2 separate regions of the Anas platyrhynchos genome follow, and region 1 is linked to region 2. A link is a contact called in public Hi-C data. All regions are on one chromosome and are shown on one strand. The core of a region is the stretch at or near the end of the contact, and the rest is flanking DNA. Distances in the headings are between cores, read along the strand shown. Region 1 holds the start of LOC101794354 (DNA-directed RNA polymerases I and III subunit RPAC2). Region 2 holds the start of LOC101792295 (ras-related GTP-binding protein A).

The links. Hi-C and Micro-C count contacts between places; a contact is called where the count stands out from the background.
Region 1: a Hi-C map of skeletal muscle shows a contact between it and region 2, with 2.7 times the contacts expected there. The contact joins the promoter of LOC101794354 here to the promoter of LOC101792295 in region 2. A contact is called at or near these places in 2 of 8 Hi-C or Micro-C datasets (liver and skeletal muscle).

The regions. Positions count from the first base shown.
Region 1 is chr10:8,279,414-8,282,909 of IASCAAS_PekinDuck_T2T, forward strand. It overlaps LOC101794354 (DNA-directed RNA polymerases I and III subunit RPAC2), which reads left to right and starts at 1,641. Exons shown (of 5, transcript XM_038184089.2): 1 at 1,641-1,792; 2 at 1,879-1,976; 3 at 2,385-2,461; 4 at 3,447-3,496. The coding sequence starts at 1,697. VAMP7 (vesicle associated membrane protein 7) reads right to left here and starts at 1,649. Exons shown (of 8, transcript XM_027456368.3): 1 at 1,543-1,649.
Region 2 is chr10:7,972,844-7,976,256 of IASCAAS_PekinDuck_T2T, forward strand. LOC101792295 (ras-related GTP-binding protein A) reads left to right here and starts at 1,666. Exons shown (of 9, transcript XM_038184580.2): 1 at 1,666-1,852; 2 at 2,005-2,104; 3 at 2,977-3,043. The coding sequence starts at 1,826. TRNAE-UUC (transfer RNA glutamic acid (anticodon UUC)) reads right to left here and starts at 1,465; the gene lies at 1,394-1,465.

The sequences.
Region 1 (3,496 bases), core at 391-2,890, 310 kb after region 2:
ACTTTAACAACTGCACTGACACCCAGCTGGAGCACACACTGTTAGGGAGGAGGATGAGGAGCACCCACATCAGCAGTCCCCTCTCACTGCTGAAGAATCAGAGGTGTTCCCCTGCCTGCTCCCTCTCCCCTCCAGGCTGGAACTCCAGCACGGTTAAAAGTGGCAGCAGAGAGAGGTAAAAAACAGCCAGGTTTGGGTTTCCTCCCCCAGCCCAGGACTTGCAGGCTCACAGCTGCCCTCTAGCAGAGAGTCTGTCTGTCAGCAACACAGCGAGCGAGCCCCACCGCTTCGCATCCCGGATCTAGGAGGATCTCTGCAGGCAGGCACAGCCAGTGCTTATTAAGGCCAATCAATGTCAGCGCCCACCTGGAGATCACTGCGGGCACAGAATATACAAACGGAGAAGAAAACTGTGACTGCTCGCCGTTTCTAACACAAAACTGAGAAGTTCAAGGACAGGTCCCACAGAAGGAAGCGGCTGTTCCCACAGCGCATCCTCCGGAGCTCATTCCCACACCACACTGAGGAGCAGAACAGTTCCCACGGGCTCAGAAAGCGACTGACAGGCTTAGGGAGGAAAAGAATCGCCATCAAACCAAATGTATCCGAGCAGCCACTCACTGGAGCCTAAGAGCTTACCTCAAGCACTCACGTCAAAGCCCCGTTTGAGGCAGGGACCCTCCCAGTGTTCACATTTCAGCGCTGCCCCCACCCCACTGCTCCAGGTGCTTTACAGCAGCTTCAAAACCCGCTTCCAAAGCGCCCCGTCCTTCCTCACATCGCTCCCCCGAGCTCAGCGGGCAGGCAGCACATCATATGACGAGCAGAGCACCCAGCCATTTGCCAGCCTCTCACACGCCTGACCACAGCATTTCCTCCCTGCCTGCCATATCACAGCTCACCCAGAGGGCTTTAGGGCCGCCTGTGCACAGAGAGCTGCCCCCAGAGGGGCTGCCCCCAGCCTGGAGCTCCCCAAAATCCTGCCCCAGGTGGGCCAAGCTGGCGCATCCATCACTTTAAGCCAGCCTTGACCTGCTGCATCAGCCACACGCTGCCTGTGTGACAGCAGGCACAGCAGTGGCAGGTCCCAAAACATTTTGCTGCCTCAGGGAGCCTCCCTCAACCCCCCCAGGGCCCCCCTCAGCCCCTCAGGCCGCACCACCACAGGCCTGCAACGCGGGGCCGGAGCCACCCACCTGCAGACGGGGCCCACGGGGGCTGGAGCTGCCTGGGGGCGTCCTGCAGGAGCCGCTGCCTCCACCTGAAGGAGCCGGGGCGAAAACAACAAAAAAAATCACCACAGAGCTGAGCGGGCAGGCAGCGATTAAACCCTTGGGTAACTGCGGTTATCACCACAGAGGCACGAGCAGCCCCTCACGGCCGCGCAGCCGCTCCAGGCCCCTCCAGCGCCGTGAGGCAGCGCCTACCAGGCAGAGAACATATGAATTTTCCTCAAAAAAATCAAAAATAACCCCCCTCGGGGTACAGGAGCCCCCCCCGCGCCCCCCTCCCCTCACGGCCCCTCACGGCCCCGCCGCTCACCGCCCGCCCGGCTCCTCCGCCCCGCCACGACGCGCTTCCGGTCTGCGGCGCGGTGCCCGCTGGGAGTTGTAGTCCCGCGGGTGGCGGCGCCCCCGTTAGGCCCTCCTGCCGCGCGGGGCACGCTGGGAGTTGTAGTCCCACCGTGTAGTCCTGGATGGCTCTCCCTAGCCCAGCGCGGGGCACGCTGGGAGTTGTAGTCCGGCGGCGCAACATGGCGGAGGAGGGCGAGAGGAAGGCGGCGCTGGAGATGGTGAGGGGCGGCGCGGCGGGGGCTCCCCGGCACCCCCCCCACACCCCAACTGGGCTTCACCTCCTTTTTTACCTCGTTTGCGGCAGGTGCAGGCGGATGGGACGGACGGGAGCTGCGTCACCTTCGTGCTGCACGACGAGGACCACACGCTGGGCAACTCCCTGCGGTACATGGTGATGAAGAAGTGAGTGGGGGGGTGGGGGGCGATGGGGGGGTTTGGGGGGCTCTGGGGGTGGCTCTGCCTTGTTTATGGCCCCCAGCTCGCTGGCCCTTGGGTAACGGCTGCCTCTCTCTGCTCCTCCGTGGTTAGCTGTGGGAGAAGTTTAACGTCTGATATGGCAAAGGTTAAAAGTTAAAACTCCTCTGGCCGTGGTGCGAGGCTGGTGCCTGGGCGCCTTTTTCCTTTGCAAAGCTGCAGCGAGGTGGAGAACACGAATAAAGTCACACAGGCTGCTCCCCGTCAGCGTACCCCTGCTGTGAGACCCTGGTTCTGTCAACCCCAGCAGGTCTGGCTGGCCCGAGCCTCTGGCTTCCCCGAGCTGTGCCGTGGGCAGGCCTGGCCCTCACTGCTCTCTTCTCTCTCCTCCTGCAGCCCCGACGTGCAGTTCTGTGGCTACTGCATCACCCACCCCTCGGAAAGCAAGATCAACTTCCGCATCCAGACCAGAGGTACGGACACTGGGTTCTCTTTATGTCTGGGGTTCTTCTGGGGGAAATTCCCCCTGCTTGGGTCAGGTTTCGGCCCTGGGTTGTTCTAACAAAGAGCAGCACTTTCCTCTCGTTTCTCTGCCAGCCATCTGCAACTGCTGTGCCCTGTTGCTCAGCTGGGGAGGCCGCCCTGAGCTTTATACTGCAGCTCGTGTTTCCCAGCTGCGGAGCTGAGCAGCATCCTGCCTGAGGAACCTGTGGCCCAGGTGTCTGGGTTGGCTGGCAGCAGGCCCTGAATGGCAGCAAAAGGATGAAACAGATCTGCTGCTCCCTGTCGGGGCTGATCATCTGTAAATCAGCGTGGGGTTTGGAAACAGAGCTGACATACCTGGCTGCTGCAGGATAGCTCCTTCCTCCCTCTCCCTGCCAGCTATGGGATGAGGCTCTCTTGAAAAACTTCCCCTGTCTGAGCTATCCCACTGGCTTGCCTGCCAAAGAGGACTTTATCCCCTGGTAGTAGGTAGCACTGACAGCTCTGAGCCTCTGGCACTCGCTCATTGCTCCCAGCACCCCAACCCAGCAGCTTTGCCTGCTGCCTGGAGGGGTGTTGTTGTTTCATTCCTTCCCCATGGGGCTGTTCCCTTGAGCATCGGATCCGTAGAAGCCAGTTCCTGGAAGCAAAGCAGTCAGTCTGCGCTTGCTGACTCTTTAATTTCTTAAAAATTAATTCCTGCTCAGTCTAGCCTTGCCAAAACAACCTCTTCCTCATGGGACTGACCGCAGGGTAAGTGTCTGCTGCTCCTGCACGGCGCAGACCACCTCTCTGAGGTCAGGTTTCAGGCTGCTGGGCTGGGCTGTGAGGCAGGAGGGTGCGGGCACGTTTCTGGGTGCTGTGTGAGAGCCTCTCCCCATCACAGGGACTCGGTGAGAGCTGCGCTGCCTTGCAGTGATGAGGGAGAGGTCCTCAGCCACCCCCCCTTTCACTACTGCATTTTCTTTCCTCCAGGGTCTCTCCCTGCTGTCGAGCCGTTCCGGAAGGGGCTGACTGACCTGATG
Region 2 (3,413 bases), core at 416-2,915:
CATTAGTTTCTGATTTCCTCCACACTTGTTAAGACACAAATGCCCTGAATGCTCTTCTGCGAGTAATCCCGATTCACGCAGCTAATCCTATTTGTGTTTTTTTTTTCCTTTGATGGGAGGAACTGAAGGGGCTTTTCAGATTGAAAGCTTGCGAGCACGAAGCTGCCTTCGTGTGCTGGGAGTGCGATGCTGTGAGCGTGGCCACAGGGCAGCTTCAGACGGTGCCTCCTGCCCTAACACAGCGCGGCAGAGACCCCGGGCAGACATTTCCTCAGTGTTGGTGCCTGACTCGCCCGGGGTCACCATGGCACAACGGTAGCAATTACACAAGTAAGAACTGGTGCTGTGCGGCCCGTGAAGCATTTTGGGGTTGTCTGGCTGTCTTTGTTCCTCAGGAAGGAAGGTGGAGCTTCAACCCCAACAAGCATCAGGGAACCAAGCTATGGGGCTGGCTGCCACCACCGGATCAGTGCAAGGGCTGGGAGCCTCAGGGGCGACCTCAGCGCTCTTTATAAGTAATTAAAGGAGGTTATAGTGAGGTGGGGGTTGGTCTGTTCTCTCATGTGCCTGGTGACAGGATGAGGGGGAATGGGCTGAAGTGGCACCAGGGGAGTTTTAGGTTGGGTATTAGGAAGAACTTCTTTACTGAGAGGTTGTGAGGCATTGGGATGGGCTGCCCAGGGAAGTGGTGGAGTCACCATCCCTGGAGGGCTTTAAAAGACGTTTAGATGTTGAACTCGGGTACAGTTTATTGTGGGGCCGGTCAGTGTCAGGGCAGGGGCTGTGGCGCTCATTGGGGTTTGGCAGCGCCATGGCGCCCCGCCGCCACACGGGGGCGCCCAGCGCCTCCCGCCGCTGCCACTGCGCATGCGCGCTGCCCGACCCTGTGGGCGCACTCCTTGGCGCACCGCCGGGCAAGGCGCCGGGGCGGTGACGCGCCCGCACTGCGCCGCGCATGCGCCCTGCGTCCTGCCCGGAGCAGGGCACGGCGCGTGCTCAGCGCCCCGCGGCGGAGGGGGCTGTGCGCATGCGTGCTGCCTCATGCCACAGAGCGGGCGACGCACGGTGGCGGCGCATGCGCATTGCGTGCGTGTGTGTAGTGGGGAGCAGTGCGCATGCGCACAGCGCCTCAGGCCCCCCTAAAAGCCTGCGCGGGGCCGGGGGCTGGGCCGGGCCCCTCAGGGCGCTGCCGGGGCCGGGTGGTGGAGGCGGGGGCGGCTGCGGGGCCCCAGGGCCTTTATGGGCCGCGCTGGGCGGGCTCTGCCTCAGCTTCTGCCTCAGCGCCCCGCTCGGGGCTCGCTTCCCGCCTCCCCCAGTGCCTGCTCCGGCTGCGGGCCCCCCCCTCAGCCCCCTCAGGGCCCAAAAGCGGAGGACGAACAAAAATTTCTCCTCCTTCCCATACCGGGAGTCGAACCCGGGCCGCCTGGGTGAAAACCAGGAATCCTAACCGCTAGACCATATGGGAGGCGCTGTGTGCGCTTCACCCCGCCCGCCCCAAGCCCCGCGCAGCGCTCCCGGCCCCGCGGCGCCCCCTGCAGGCCGCTTCCCCCCCCTCAGTGAGGGCTGCCCGCAGCCAAGATGGCGCCGCGCGCTTCACTCCGCGCCCCTCCCTCCCCGCCCCCCTCTGGCGGCGTCACGTGGTGGGGCGGGGCGCGCGCTCACGTGACCGGCGGCGGCCGCCGAGCGCTGGGTCCCGTGAGCGCGGCGGGGGGGGGGCGGGGGGGGCGTAAGGACGGAGTAAAGCGGGAGTAAACCCGGAGTAAAGGCTGAGGAAGGGCTGAGGAAGGCCCGCGGAGCGCCGCCGTGCTGTGCCCGCGGCTGGGGGATGCCGAGCGCCGCCATGAAGAAGAAGGTGAGGGGGGGAGGGGGTGGGGGGGGGCTGGGCCCTGTCAGGCCGGGCCCTGGGGGCGCTGTGAGGGGACAGCGGGGGGGGGTGATGGGGGGGGGGGGTGCGGGGCTCGGTGCTGACCCCGGCTCTTTGTTTTTGTCCCCCCCCCCCTCCAGGTGCTGCTGATGGGTAAGAGCGGCTCGGGGAAGACCAGCATGAGGTCCATCATCTTCGCCAACTACATCGCCAGGGACACCCGCCGGCTGGGCGCCACCAGTAAGGCTTCTCCTGGGGCAGCCGGGGGGCCCCCGGGGTGCAGGCGCTGTGGGTCACAGGGGGGGGCTGCTCCCTGCCGCTCCCGGCCTGTGCCAGCAGCAGCTGGGGGCTTCCTCCTCATGGCAACCTTCGCTGCGTGGTTTGGATGAGGTTGGAGCAAAAGGGGAAGGAGCCCTGAGCGCTGCGTCCAGTCCTGCCTGGACTTTTAGCCTTCCTTTTTTTTTTGGGGGGGGCGATCAGGGAGCAGCCTCTGGTGCTGCTGCACCTGCTGTCAGAGGTGTGCCCGGAGCCGCCTCCTCGTTCTTCCTGGTGCTGAGGCCTCCCTGTCCTTAGCGTGCTGCTCGTGAGCCCAGAGGGAGGCACGGTGATGTTGCTGTGTGCCGTGGTTGTGGCAGGGGGAGGCACCAGTCTTAACGAGCCTCTATTTTTTGCCAAAGCCACCAGTGTAAAAAAAAAAAAAAAAAGCACTGAGTGGAAAGCCCCCTGCAACAGCCTCCAATTGCTCCGGGAGGACTTGATGTCTGACTGGCGCATGCCCCCGTGTTGCTGTAGGTGTGGGCTCTTGAAGTTTACGCTGTTTGTGTGTTTTTAAGGCTGGTTTAAGCCCTCGCAGAACGTGCTGGGGCTAGTGCCGTACTTCAAATATCGCAGAGGTCAGTGGGTGTCGGGATGGGGGAGCCACCTGCCACAGCACAGCGGCGGCCTGGCTGGCGGGCAGGAGGGCTTGGGTTGCTCAGGAGCTGGATTTACACCCGGTGCTGTTCAGACGGAGCTCTAATAACCCTGAGCTGAACGGCAAAGAGCTGCCCGAGGAGGTGGCTGTGGTCTGGGTGCGCAGGGCAGTCGGTAACCTGCTCCTTGTCTCTTTGCAGTCGATGTGGAGCACTCCCACGTCAGGTTCCTCGGAAACCTGGTGTTAAACCTCTGGGACTGTGGAGGGTAGGTGCTTGGATTGCTGCTTTTGGCGCTGCTGGGGGCTGGTGCTGTCAACGGGGTGGGGGTGGAACGAGAGCAGAGCAGAGCGAGGGCCTTCTGCCCCGAAGGCAGCCGCGTGCTGCTCGTGTATGGAGCAGGCTCGCTGCTCGCCGCTGTGGAACTGGTGAGGCAGCTCTGGGAAGAGCGGATCCCACATCTTAGGGCTGTGGGTGGAAGGAGGCTGGCCTCCTGCCTGCAGTCTCTGAGCTGCCTCCACGGGAAAGGCCGAGGAAAGTCCCCCCCCTTTCCTCGCTGGCTCATTTCTTCTGCTGGCAAGGAGCCCGAGCCCTTCACCTGGATGTTCTCTTGCGAATGGCAGCCAAAAGTGAGCCTG